2 separate regions of the Macaca mulatta genome follow, and region 2 is linked to region 1. A link is a contact called in public Hi-C data. All regions are on one chromosome and are shown on one strand. Each heading gives the region's core, a stretch centred on a gene start, on an enhancer-like site or on the middle of the called end of the contact. The rest is flanking DNA. Distances are from core to core; before and after follow the strand shown. Region 1 holds the start of CENPP (centromere protein P). Region 2 holds the start of BICD2 (BICD cargo adaptor 2).

Evidence for each region. A called contact is a pair of places that touch in the nucleus more often than the background predicts.
Region 2: a contact with region 1 is called in a Hi-C map of fetal cortical plate, with 2.6 times the contacts expected there. The contact joins the promoter of BICD2 here to the promoter of CENPP in region 1. A contact is called at or near these places in 2 of 14 Hi-C or Micro-C datasets (fetal cortex germinal zone and fetal cortical plate).

The regions. Positions count from the first base shown.
Region 1 is chr15:123,039,832-123,046,166 of T2T-MMU8v2.0, reverse strand. It overlaps CENPP (centromere protein P), which reads right to left and starts at 2,792. Exons shown (of 8, transcript NM_001194801.2): 1 at 2,608-2,792. The coding sequence starts at 2,714. It overlaps NOL8 (nucleolar protein 8), which reads left to right and starts at 3,365. Exons shown (of 17, transcript XM_077966334.1): 1 at 3,365-3,409; 2 at 4,513-4,698; 3 at 5,223-5,285. The coding sequence starts at 4,560.
Region 2 is chr15:123,475,546-123,482,522 of T2T-MMU8v2.0, reverse strand. It overlaps BICD2 (BICD cargo adaptor 2), which reads left to right and starts at 2,389. Exons shown (of 7, transcript NM_001257956.1): 1 at 2,389-2,678. The coding sequence starts at 2,439. All of the region lies in intron 1 of SUSD3 (sushi domain containing 3), which reads right to left.

The sequences.
Region 1 (6,335 bases), core at 1,543-4,042:
CCGACTCCCTCTTGGTCAAGGGGACCCCAAAGAAACCTTAAAAACTCAGCTCTTAACCATGACAGGACGGGAGGTCAGACACACCTCATTATAGCCCTTCCTATTTGGGATACAGACACAACTGACCAGCATTAATGTTAAAACAGAGATCGTAAGAGTTGCAGAACAGACTCTGTGGCAATAAGATACCAAATTATAAACAAGACCTAAGGCCATGCCAGGCAAGGATTAAGTCACATACCCCCTACACTTAAAAGAATGAACTATCACTTTGGGAGGCTGAGGCAGGTGGATCACCTGAGGTCGGGAGTTCAAGACCAGCCTGACCAACATGGAGAAACCCCACGTCTACTAAAAACACAAAATTAGCCGGGGTGGTGGCGCATGCCTGTAATCCCAGCTACTCGGGAGGCTGAGGCAGGAGAATCGCTTGAAACCGGGAGGTGGAGGTTGCGGTGAGCCAAGATCGCGCCATTGCACTCCAGCCTGGGCAAAAAGAGCGAAATTCTGTCTCCGAAAAAAATGAACTATGTTCTAACTGCCACAATGTTTTTTTTTTCTCTAGTGGCTAAACAAGCACTGGCCTCCAGATAAGCAATATTGAAATAATTGCAGTTCATCCACCACCAGATGCTAACTGATTCCCCTGTTCCACAGGCTTTGATAGGACAAGAGAATGATTTCAAAAATTTTTCTTTTGATAAGATCACCAACCATGGACTTGTTCTAACAGGTTTACAAAGCCTGTGTACTTAAGTACCTTTGCTTCCCTCCTTCAACTTTTGACATACAGGGCCTAATTGTAATGCATTTAAATGTTAAGTCAGTTCCCCAAAATGAACATGGAATGTATGTAATATGCATGTTTATTCAGTACACGTGAGCACATCTCCCTTTGTGAATATTCATAGCCCCTCCTATAACCTGTTGTAATGTGTATACATAGCCCACTCATCCATCATAAATCCCTGCCCCAACCCCTCCTCTTCCAAAGTGCGGGCCTTTCTGCTTTGCCTGAGACTATGCTTCCCAGCCTGTCAGGATGGCCACTTTGCAGGCTGCAACCCTTTTTAAGAAACAGTCTAGGGCCGGGCGCGGTGGCTCAAGCCTGTAATCCCAGCACTTTGGGAGGCCGAGACGGGCGGATCACAAGGTCAGGAGATCGAGACCATCCTGGCTAACACGGTGAAACCCCGTCTCTACTAAAAAATACAAAAACCTAGCCGGGCGAGGTGGCAGGCGTCTGTAGTCCCAGCTACTCGGGAGGCTGAGGCAGGAGAATGGCGTGAACCCGGGAGGCGGAGCTTGCAGTGAGCTGAGATCCGGCCACTGCACTCCAGTCTGGGCGACAAAGCGAGACTCTGTCTCAACAAAAAAAAAAAAAAAAAAAAAAAAAGAAACAGTCTCTCAAAATTTGCAGATCTCATGATTTTTCAGTTGACACTACTTTACCATGTGGACTAATGAAATCTTGTGGCTAGTAAAGAAAACACTTTTCCCCAGTTTTTAAACTTCAAAGTGTGCACACAAATCATCTGTTAGGGCAGGGGATCTTTTTTTAAATGCAGATTCTGATTCAGTTGGTCAGGCTGTCGCTCTAACAAACCGCCAGGTGATGCTAAAGCATCCCATCTGCGGAGCACACCTCAAGTAGCAACGGTCTTTAATACAATGACTCTCACTCGAGGAGGGGCACACCTGTTTCCTCTCCCTTTTACCAGTCACAGCTTCCTCTACTTTCACGACCGCACGCAGACATTTTCTGTAGATCTCCTTCCCATTTTCTACCAATTCTTCTCCAGTTAGCTCAGGAAAAATAAATAAATAAATAAATAAATAAATCTCACTCTCTCTGCACCTGTGTCAAATTAGTCTTGACTCAAAAATTGAAGATAGTTTGTTTTCGCGAGGCTTCCATGTTTGAGATGATGATACATAATTACGGCTGCAGAGCTTTTCTCTCCCTCTCCTTCAACAAAGCAGAAGTGCCCAGACTTTGGGGTTAAATTTTTGGGTTCCTAATCCATCTCTGACAATTCCTTTCTCTGGAACCTTGGACGAGCTACCTAACCCCTCTGAGCCTCAGTATCTTCAACTATGAAACAGGGCCAACAGTAGCACCTACCTTAGAGGAATGTCAAATTCTCCTACAGGCTATATTAACCACTCTTCTTGATATCAACTTACTTTTTTACCGAAGTTATTTTTCAAAGGAATTTTTATGTCATCGTAAACAAAAAGTCAGTATCACTTGCCATGGTTAGCTGACCCATTAAAAACAAATGCCATGAAATCAAACGGAGTTACTAAATCCCCACTAGAGATACCTCTGCTTACTGGAGGCGGAACTATCTAGCTAGGGACATAGTCAAGACTTTCTCCTTGTCAGTCATCCACACAGACGACTGCGATTAAACGAGCTAATAATCTGCAAGGCGTTTACAGCAGGGCGCCGTACGCGCTGCTCCCAACTCTAGGCCATTGTCATGAAAGGATCAACACCAGTTCATGCCCACATTTTGGGGCTGGGAGTAGGAGGCCGAGATTCACCCGCCTGGCCCGGGAACGCCGGTCAGCGGAGCCTGGGGAACTTGGGGGGTCACGTACTGGACTCTGGACTTCTCTTCCCAGGGCGCCGGTGGGTTCTCACACGCTCGCCGCACCGCCGCGATCTCAGCTTGCAAGACGCGCTCCTCTGCCAGCTCTGCGTCCATGGCGCGTTGCTCACCCGAGCCTGACAGGCAGCGCCGCTGTCACTCCGACCTGAGCGCTTCACCGGCGCTTCAAGCCTCGCGCGCGCTCCCGGCGCGGACCATCCCGGAGCTCACGCGGAGGGGAGGCGGGAGAGCCCCGCGTGACCCCTGCGGCCCTGTCCGTCCAACTACACGCTCGCCCCAGAGCCTGGGTCCTCGACTTCCCTACACACGTTTCCCTGGCTGTCTAATCAGTGCCTATACTTTCTCGGGAGAGCGTGTTCTTTGCTACTCCAAGCCCAAGTGCTCCGCTGCTCACCCCAGCCGGCAGCCTTGGAGCCGCCCGGCCGCGTGCGTCACTGAAGAGGCAGGGCTGGGATCACGTGGAGGGGAGTGCCTCTTTATTTTTTTTCCCCCTACTTCCTCACTTAGGCCGACCTAGTCCAGGAATTGGTACACACAGCGATAGTGTTCAATAGAAACTAGGGGATTTTGGTTTGGGCTTTTTTGCGGTCGTTGAGGGGGAGGTGACGGAGGCGTCAGGGAAGGTGGGAGGACGGGAAAGGAAATTAAAAGCTCTTGGGAACTGAATTGTGGTAACGGAACCTTAGGAGGCTGGGTTGGAAATCGAGTAGGAAGGAAGAGAGGATGGTCCGTTGGGACATGTGACCAGAAGTTAGGGGCTGCAGCGGCGCTGGCGTTAGGTGAACGACGTGGTGAGGAGTGGGTTTCAAGCATGAGAAGTCACAGGGCCGTTTCCTAGCCTCTCTCTTCACTTCTCTGGGAATTCTCGGAGAAAGAAGGCTGCGGTGGGTAGGCTGGGGGCGGAGACTGTCAGGAAGAGGTAGGCCGGAGCTCTGCCCAGAATATGTGCCATGTGGGGACGCTGGTTGGGAGTCTGGTTTGGAAAGAGTCTCAGCTGTTGGGGAAGGGCAGGGCGAGAGCTGAGCGCCTGCCGGGTGCTAAACGAAATGAGAGATATGATGGGCCCTAGTACCTCTGGAAAAGTTTTCCTGAGTCTCCTGTGATCCAGCAACCTTCATAGTATAGTGTTAAGAATTCCAAGTTCTGAAGTTAGACCTGCATTATAATCCTGGATTCACTAATTTTCGGTATGGCATTGGGAAAGTGACTTAACCTCTTCTGTTCTTCTGAAAAGTGGGAAACGTGCAAACTACTTTGTACAATGCAGGCACGTAGCAAAAACACAAGTCTGTATTCGCTATATCACTTGATCTTTGTGACTGAACCCCACTTTGCAGCACTTTTATTGTGACATAATATTGTGCCATTTGTTTAATTCTTTTGTGACTATGAGGAGCTCCAGGAGCTCCTAGCCTCTGTATTCACTTCTTTGGGTCTTCCCGGAGAAAGAAGGCTGGAGTGAGTAGGTTGGGGGCGAAGACTATTAGGAAGAGATAGACTAGCTCTTTTTATCTTTTAGTGCATTACCTGCTACATCCTGTTTCTATCAGCCTTTGTTACAGACAGTAAATGAATGTATGAATGAATCAAGGAAAAACATCTAAAAACGTGAATACGTAACATTAAGAGGGATAGAGTAATATTATGGCCATTTGGAGGAAAAAAACCTCTGGACCTGTATCTATATAGGTATAGGGTTGCTGTTCCAAAGTACATTCATGAAAAATGTGGATGTAGGGCTTCGGCAAAACCTCCAAGACTAAAATTTGGAAGCAATACAATCGGAAGTGAAATACAGATCCAGGAGACGGATTTGATACAGACGGTTCAGAGGAAGTAGTTGTTTTGTTAGATTTTAGAAGAACTAAGGGAAAGGACTCTTCTCTGTATACAGAAAATTACTTTTCCCACTAGAACACACCAAGTATATGACCAGCCTTCATGAAAGTGAACAGAGAGACGAAGCGCCTTTATGTGGGTGGCCTTAGCCAGAACATTTCTGAGGCAGACCTACAAAATCAGTTCAGCAGATTTGGAGAAGTTTCGGATGTGGAGATCATCACACGGAAAGATGACCAAGGTAAATTTATGGTCCTTCACTGGGTAGTTATAGGCAGACATAACTCAGGTTAAGTACTAGAAAATAAAACGACCCCAAGATAAATGTTAGCTCTGAACACCAAAAGTTTTCAGTGATGTTTTGGAGATACAATGTGTGATGTGGAACTTGACCAGAATTCATTTCTGAAATAAGAAAAAATTCTAAATTCTAAACATCTGATTTCAGAAACATATTAACTTCCAGTTTTGAGAGCTAGAATTTTCTAACATTGATTAAGTGTCCCATTAAGTAGACTATCACTAGCATACAATCAAAATGTTTCCTTAACTGACTACTGTACATTTTCTTCTTATTTTTTGGAATATTTTGATAATCATGCTTATTTTTATGGCCAATAAATAAAAAACCAGGTTTATGCTTGAAAGAATAAGTTTTCAAGAACTAACTTTTTTTTTTAATTTAGAAACAACCATTTTTACATTGCTCTCTGGATAAAAATTTAAATAAATTGTGTTTTGGTTTTTGGTTTTTTTTTTTTTTAGGAAACCCACAGAAAGTCTTTGCATATATCAACATCAGTGTAGCAGAAGCAGACCTGAAAAAATGTAAGATCATCATAAATTTTCTATACTATTTGCCAGTTTGTATCACTCTGTAACTTGGAATACCTTTGGTTCTAAGCCTAAACCTCCACAGCCGTTTTTACGTTATCTAGAGGGACAGCAGTTGATCAAGAGAATTCCAGTATCGTTTGACTCAGCAGGTTTAGGTCCATTGCATTTGGCATCAGCGGACATGGTAGCACTTGCTAGTAAGTTTACTTAAAACTGCTATTCTCAAATATTTTGGACAAGGAATCAAACTTTCATAGAAACTGCCTGTTACATATATCCCACTGAATATCATGCCACATTCCCCTTCAGTCTGATCATTTCTTTTGGAGCTAATCCTTGTCACTAAACACTCTTAAGGAGGGAGCTTTACAATACACCCTTGTAAGACCATATCCTTGAAATTGTGAAATCTCTTGTTGGTAAGTTTAGTAAAGTCAAGGGAAAACAGTGGCCTTCAATGAAGAACGGGAGATAATCCATACTGCCACTGACACAGTAGCATATTCTAGTTATTTGGAGGCCAAAAAGTGAAAAAAGACACAGAAAGTAAGTAAAGGGAACATGCTAATAGAGGAAGAGGGCAATCAGTCTTTCGTAATTTCATTTGCAAAAAGATTGCTTTATTCTATTTTTCAGTGAGGAATATATGTGACAAATGTGAAGTTGTGGTTAAGAATACATAACTAGGCTTTGTGACCTGTGGCAGTTATTTAAACTTCTCAGCCCCAGTTTGCTTATGTGATGAATGACAGAAGATAGTGCTTGCCTCATAATATTTCTGTGATAATTAAATTAAATGATACATTTGCAACACTTTAGGAGGCTAAGGCAGGTGGATCATTTGAGGTCAGGAGTTTGAGACCAGCCTGGCCAACATGGTGAAACCCCATCTTTACTAAAAATACAAAAATTAGCTAAGTTTGGTGGCAGGCACCTGTAATCCCAGCTACTTGGGAGGCTGAGGCAGGACAATCACTGGGGAGGCAGAGGTTGCAGTGAGCCAAGATCGTGCCACTGCACTCCAGCCTGGGCGACAGAGGG
Region 2 (6,977 bases), core at 1,140-3,639, 440 kb before region 1:
AATAACAAATTACGATGTTTTGAAGACATGGAGCCAGCTTGGAGAGCTCCCACAGGCCAAATCTGCTACCATTTGAGCATCAAAGCAAGTAAGGAAAGTAATGGATTGTAACCCACGGAGTAAAACAAGAATTCATGGATCCACACTGCTAATGAATGAGAGAGAAGGGAATAAATGAGAAGGTATAGCTGCCTCAGTACAAAGGCAACTCATAAATGGAGAAGGACTGATGGAAACAGAAAAGCAGCCAGTATGGCCGGGCATGGTGGCTCACGCCTGTCATTCCAACACTTTGTGAGGCCCAGGCAGGCAGATTACGAGGTCAAGAGATCCAGACCATCCTGGCCAACATGGTGAAACCCTGTCTCTACTAAAAAAAAAAAAAATTACAAAAATTAGCTGGGCATAGTGGCATGCACCTGTAGTTCCAGCTACTTGGGAGGTTGAGGCAGGAGAATCACTTGAATCCGGGAGGCAGAGGTTGCAGTGAGCCGATATTGCGCCAATGCACTCCAGCCTGGGGACAGAGCCAGACTCTCTCTCAAAACAACAACAACAACAACAACAACAACAACAAAACAGCCAGTATGGTAATAATTATTTCAGGCAAGAAGTAGTCTTGAATGCCAAAATTAGTGGGTCAAGGTTTGAGGAGTGATAGGCTATATCTATGGTTGCAAAGTCTTCACTCATGACACTAATTACCAAAGAAAATCCCAGCATCGATCAGAGAGATGCAAATCGACATTATGCGTCTCCCAGCTGGTGCTCTGAAAACTCAGCAACACCTCAGTGAGAGTCCTGCCAGAAACGCATCACCTCATCTCCCCATGAGCATATACCGGTGTGCACTGCACGCCGCAGAAAGGTCAATCAAAGGAGACTCAGGAAACCTGACGACTGAATGCAACTGGATCCTGGCCCAGAAAAATAATACTGAAACTCTCCGGTATGGTGTTGGGTCCTCGTGCCATTAGAGTGTGGACTGTGCATTAGATAGTGTCAGGACCCTGTGTGCTGTGATTTCTGCTGTTATGGCTTCTAATTTGGTCTTGAGAGTGACCATAAGCCAAGATAGCCACTCTCTAGGAGAACCGAATGGGTGTGGGGGCCTGGTGAGCTACAATGAGGAAGTTAAATGAAAAGGCACAAAACAGAGGAAATTTATTATTGTTAGGTCCCGGAGAGGTTAGGGACGCCTAAGGGAGGCGGACAAGCAGGTGGGGAGGGGCAGTGAGAGACGGTGGGAAGGAAGGGACTATGCCTGTGCTAGGGTCCTTGGGAATCATCCTTTAGGATTTCCCTTGGGGGCTGTGAACTGGTTAAAGAAAACACGAGGGAAGGGTGAACTCATTTGCAGTACCCCGATACTGGCCATTAGGTGCTATGGCGGTCAGCAGCTGTGGGGTGTGTTGCGCTATAGGTCAATGAGATAAGGAATAAACGGGCTATCTCACACATCACCACATACGGAGGAGAAGTGTTACCTACGCCAAGGCGAAGGGTACGACTGGCTTTCAAACAACTTAAGTCAGGCCTAAAAATAGATGCGGAGACAACAATTGTATTTACCACGTTTATGACCCTGTATTAATGGAAATGTCTTTATTTCCAAGAAATAGACCTTGAAGGACTGAGGGGCAGCGCTGAGGTTCCCGCTGGCCCCTGGGCGCCCCCTGCTGGCCCGTCCTCCTCCCGCCCCCAGACGTCTGCACAGAGCATGCGTCACACCGTCCCCAGGTTTCCAGCAGCAGCCGTTCACCCGCGCTCTCGGATGCGCTTCTCGCTCGCGGCCGCCTGGGCTCTGTCCGCATTGTACGCCCCAGGGTCGGGAGCCCAGTCCCGCCGCCCGCACCCGCCTCCCCTGGGGCGCTCCCGGCAGCCGTCTTGCCACCCCGCGTGGCCGCCGGCTGCCAGAGGCACAGGGGAGCGCGAGGCGCGGCGGCTGAGCAGTGTCCCCGGCTCTGAGTGCTGGGAAGGCCGCGGGGCCGCGCCCACTCGACCGCCGTCCAGGGGACTGCAAGGCGCCGGTGCATCCGGCTCTGACGCTGACGGCGCGGGCCAATCATGGCCGGGGACGGGTGGGCGCGGGGCTGGACGGGCCTTGTAGTCGGTGCGCGAGCGGGACTACTGTCCCCACAGTCCCCTGGGCGACATCGGCGTCAGTGGCTGCGCCCGAGGGCCCGCCCCTCACAGGTCATGGGCCAATCATAGGCGGGGGCCGGGCGGGCGCCGGGCACGATGGATCTTGTAGTCGGAGCGCGGGCTGGACTCCAGCCCCCAGCGGGCCCCGCGCGCCGGAGGGGAGGAGCCGTGCGGCGGCGCGGGCGGGCGGGCGGCCGTCGGGGCAGGGCGGCGGCAGCAGCGGCGGCGGTGGCGGCTGAGGAGGGCCCGGCCTGCGAGAGTCTCGGTGGGAGCCGGCTCGGCCCTCGGCCACCATGTCGGCGCCGTCGGAGGAGGAGGAGTACGCGCGGCTGGTGATGGAGGCGCAGCCCGAGTGGTTGCGCGCCGAGGTGAAGCGGCTGTCCCACGAGCTGGCCGAGACCACGCGTGAGAAGATCCAGGCGGCCGAGTACGGGCTGGCGGTGCTCGAGGAGAAGCACCAGCTCAAGCTGCAGTTCGAGGAACTCGAGGTGGACTATGAGGCTATCCGCGGCGAGATGGAACAGCTCAAGGAGGTGAGCCGAGCCGCCCTGCCCCGCGACCCCCGCCCGGCGCCGGGGCCTGTGGGCGTCGTCCCTGGCACCAGGGCGGCCAAGGTCAGCTTGCCAAGCGGGGGCCGGCAGGGGTGGGCGGAGGGGGCACGGGCCCAGAGTCGGGGACCCGGGCAGTATGTGGGAGTGGGCCCGGCCTTGGCTAGCGAGCCGGTGCAGCTTCCGTTGCAGACGGCGCTAATGCAGGGGTCCGGGCGCCCTGTCGCCTCCTGCAGCTGCCCGCCTGCTTCTGTGGGGACCTGGGCGGCCCGGGCGGGGCGGGGCTTCGTAAGGGCTGATGCTCTGCGGTGGTCGCTGTTCCGGGTGTGTCTGAGCTTGGGGTGGGGTTGGGAGGGCAGTGGCTGAGCCGAGAGCTGAGGCCACGGATGCTGGTGACCCGCTGGGAGAGGCCGATGATGGGCCTGGGTCTGAGTGGCTGCGGCTCTGTCACCTTCAGACAAATCACTTCCTCTCTCTGGGCGCAGCTACTTTCGGAGCGTTTCTGCTTGTTTCATGAGTGCCTCTGAGGTGGGGAAAGGTCGTGGACAGCGGCCTAAGTGAGTAGGGGCTCGGGGTTGCACGTGGAGGTTGCCCTTGGCATGGGTTCCCCAGTACCCTTGCCCCAGGCCCAGCGCTCTGTCCTCATTGCGGGGATTGCGCTCCCACCAGCTAGCATGACTTCCCTGGCCCACTTCCTGTCCAGCCCCCCATCTCAGGCCCTTCCCCTCGCTGTGGCTGGCTGTGTTCCTCTTGGACGGAGACCTCAGTGGTCTGTGTCATTCCCACTGTGGGGAGGGGAGGTTAGACCGCCAGGCTGGTCGAGGGTCTTCAGGCGGCAGGGCAGCGGGAGACCTGGGCAGTCCTTCCCCAGCTTCTCTTCTCCCCTTCCCTGACTCCATAGCGTTGTTGGCAGGAGTTGCTTTCTGGGAGGAGACACCAGGGTTTGGATCCAGGCTCTGCTCCTTGCTAGTGATGTGGCTTTGGGTAGAGGCGCTCCCTGAGCCTTAGCTTCCCCCCTCTGCAAAATGGGAGTGCAGTACTGCGTACCCAGAAAGGATTGTTGTGAGTGTCATGTATTTGGAAAGGACCGGTGTGGGGTCAGGAGTATAGCCTGGTGGTGTGCTCCCTTCCCCCACTTGACTGTGACCTGGTGAGCCCTTGGCTCTTGGTTTCCAGGCTTATCAGCTGGCACCTCTGCTCCGAGTCAGCCCAGACAGGTGCCTAAACCATTTGCAGCCTTCCTTGCCTCCCCCTTGTCTGAGGAGACCAGTATGACCCCCCTCTGTGGAGAGGACAGATTGAATCCAAGCAGGTGTTGAAGTCAATGTGTGGGCAGAGCAGGTGCTCAGTTAGTACCAGTCAGTGGCTGACCCTGGGCCAGCAGGAACTGGGTCCTTCCCCGTGACCCTCAGGACTCCAGTCTGTTGTCTGTCAACAGGTATCGGCGCCTTCTGCAATCCATGCTGCAGTGGTGCTGGAGCTACAAGAGGGGTGAGATGCGGCGGCTCTTGCAAAAGTCCTCATCTTAGGGTGAGGCGTGTGACAGGGAGGCCGGGGGCTCTGAGAATATGGAGTGGGAGTGGCCTCAGCCGGATTCTGGTCTCCTGTAGCGGGGCTCACCCTCTCCAGCAGGCTGCACTGTCTGTTCGAGCGCTTTCCCCTCTGCACACAGAGAAGCAGCCCTCTTCCTCCTACCAAGTGCATCGCGAGCCGCTCCTGGGCAGCCTCTACGGTCCCTGTCTCTGTCCACAGCTTGGGTTTGGCAGTGTCCTCTGTGAGAAGGAATTGTTGCTGACCTAACTTGTCCCCACTTTGATGCCCTTCGTTTGTCAGCTCTTTGCTATTCTGACACAAATGTTTCGGCACAGTGAAGAATCTTGGCATTTTCGTGGCATGTATCTGGAGGGTGAGTCCCTAGCAGGATCGGGAAGAGAGTGTATCTGTTTCTGTGGGTGCTCTTTAGGCATCTGCTTGCCTATTGTTTTCTGTCACCACCTGGCTTCCCCATGTACTGGTCACATGGCCTTGGACAAATTACTGCTCTGTTCAGAGCCTAGTTCTCCTTTGTAAGGTGGGATAAGAATGTTTCTGCCCAAAGTCTTTAGCAGAGTCTAGAGGAATGTACATCAGCATTTCAGTTTCAGTAAATGTTGCCAAAAAGTTTGTACCAGTTCACCCCCCCATCAACAGCATGCCTATTCCTCACACCTGTGCCAACACAGGCTCTAGCTAACCTATTTAATTATGGCCAATATCATAGTTGAAAATATTAACTCTTTATTTAAAAAAAAACCACAAGATTTAAGGAGACAATAATTGTGGGTTTTTTTCTTCTCCTGTAGAGAGGTGTACCACCTTAATTCTTTAAAAAACTTTATTTCTTGAACTAAAGTGCATTTAGTTACTAACAGATTGTGCTCCAAATGGAGTTGCTTGTGCTCCTGCCCTGCATTTGTAGCTAACAGGATCGTTGAGGGAAGGATGCTGGCCTGCTGGTCTCAGTGTGTGGGTTTCTCATCAGAGCTGAGGAGGGTCTTGTGGTGGTGAATGGGAGACAGTGCCAGTCCTGTTGCCTTTCTCATGCAATGGGGGATGTGTCTGTGTCCTGCCGACATCATAGCACGGTGCTGGCTGAGGCCATGAGTGAGGAGGGTGCTCCCTGGTTGATTTTGCCTAATCATTCTGCTAGTGATTTCTGGAGTCTAACTCAATAAGAGCCATATCTGTCCCAGTTCCCACTGCACCCTTTCCCTTCCTCTCCCTGGAATGGTGGGGAAGATAATTAGATGGGCTTTGGTCAGCAACCTGGTGTTCCTGGTCCTGCATGGCCGTGGGACACTTTGCCCTGTGTTCTCAGCTGCAGCTTTAAGAGGACAGGTGGACCGGGCGCGGTGGCTCAAGCCTGTAATCCCAGCACTTTGGGAGGCCGAGACGGGTGGATCACGAGGTCAGGAGATTGAGACCATCCTGGCTAACACGGTGAAACCCCATCTCTACTAAAAAGTACAAAAAACTAGCCGGGCGAGGTGGTGGACGCCTGTAGTCCCAGCTACTCAGGAAGCTGAGGCAGGAGAATGGCGTAAACCCGGGAGGTGGAGCTTGCAGTGAGCTGAGATCCGGCCACTGCGCTCCAGCCTGGGCGACAGCGCAAGACTCCGTCTCCAAAAAAAAAAAAAAAAGAGGACAGGTGTGCTGAGGTGGCAGCTCCTGCTTCCAGGGCACAAGCAGGGACCGTAGCTAGGTGGACTGAGGCTAGGTGCCCATGTGGTCCTCATGGTCAGGGGAGGATAATGGGGGAGGTCTGGGAACAGTCTTGACTCCACCTGAGCTCAGGCTCGGAGAGGAGGTCTGGACACCCTCACTGCCTTGGTGTACCAGCTCGGTGCCATAGTGCCAAGCTCTGGAGCATCATTGTCCTTGTCTGAGAGGTGCATGTGGGTGGAATTGGGTGTTGGACTGGGCACAGCACCCAACACGCAGCAAGTGCTTTGTAGGTCTTCTGCGGACTGAATCTCATGCCTCACTCAGGTCTCTGTCTCCTTGCTGCTGCACCTGCAGCTTCTCCCCGTTCTCGTCCTTGTCCCTGCTCAGTCTCAAGTGGCTTCCATTGCCATCTCCGTGGGGCTGCCCTAAGCATTGTCTCATGCCCCTACAGGCTGGCTTGGGACTGCCCTACCTCTCCTGTGCCCACATTCACCCTTCGTCTTAGAAGTCCCACCTGCCCTTCAAGCTTTTTGGGTGCCTCTAAAGTTCCCCTGCCTGCTGCCTTCTGCACTTGCCGAGCCCTGTTCCCAGCACCTGGGCAGCTGCAGGAAGTGGGGGCAACAGGGGGATTGGCAGAGGATCCTCCAGGAGGTTCCTCTGCAGAGTCACCGGGGGTGAGGCCCAGCCTCCTTGATTGTTTGCTTCCAGAACAGGAAAAGTCCTGGTCTTGGTTAAAGCAAGTGTGGGATTCTCCCATTCCTCTGATAACCCCTGAGAACATCCTTGTGTCCGTTTCTGAACAGAAGGCTGTTGGGAGCAGGGAGGCTCTGGGAGACCCAAGGGCCTTTCAGGGGGCTGGGTGGTGGCAGTTGGTATGAAGAAGCCTGGCGTGGGTGGGAGCTGGGGCCCTGTGAATCCTTGAAGCACAGATGGGTCTGACAGTTGGAGCGAGGCAGCTATAGGCATCCAAAGATGATGACCCTGTGGCCACACTGTTGTCACTTAATTGTTGGGCAACTCTCTGCCCCCCGGGCCTCTCTTTCCCACTTTTAGAATGTGGGGCAGGGGATCATGAAGGAA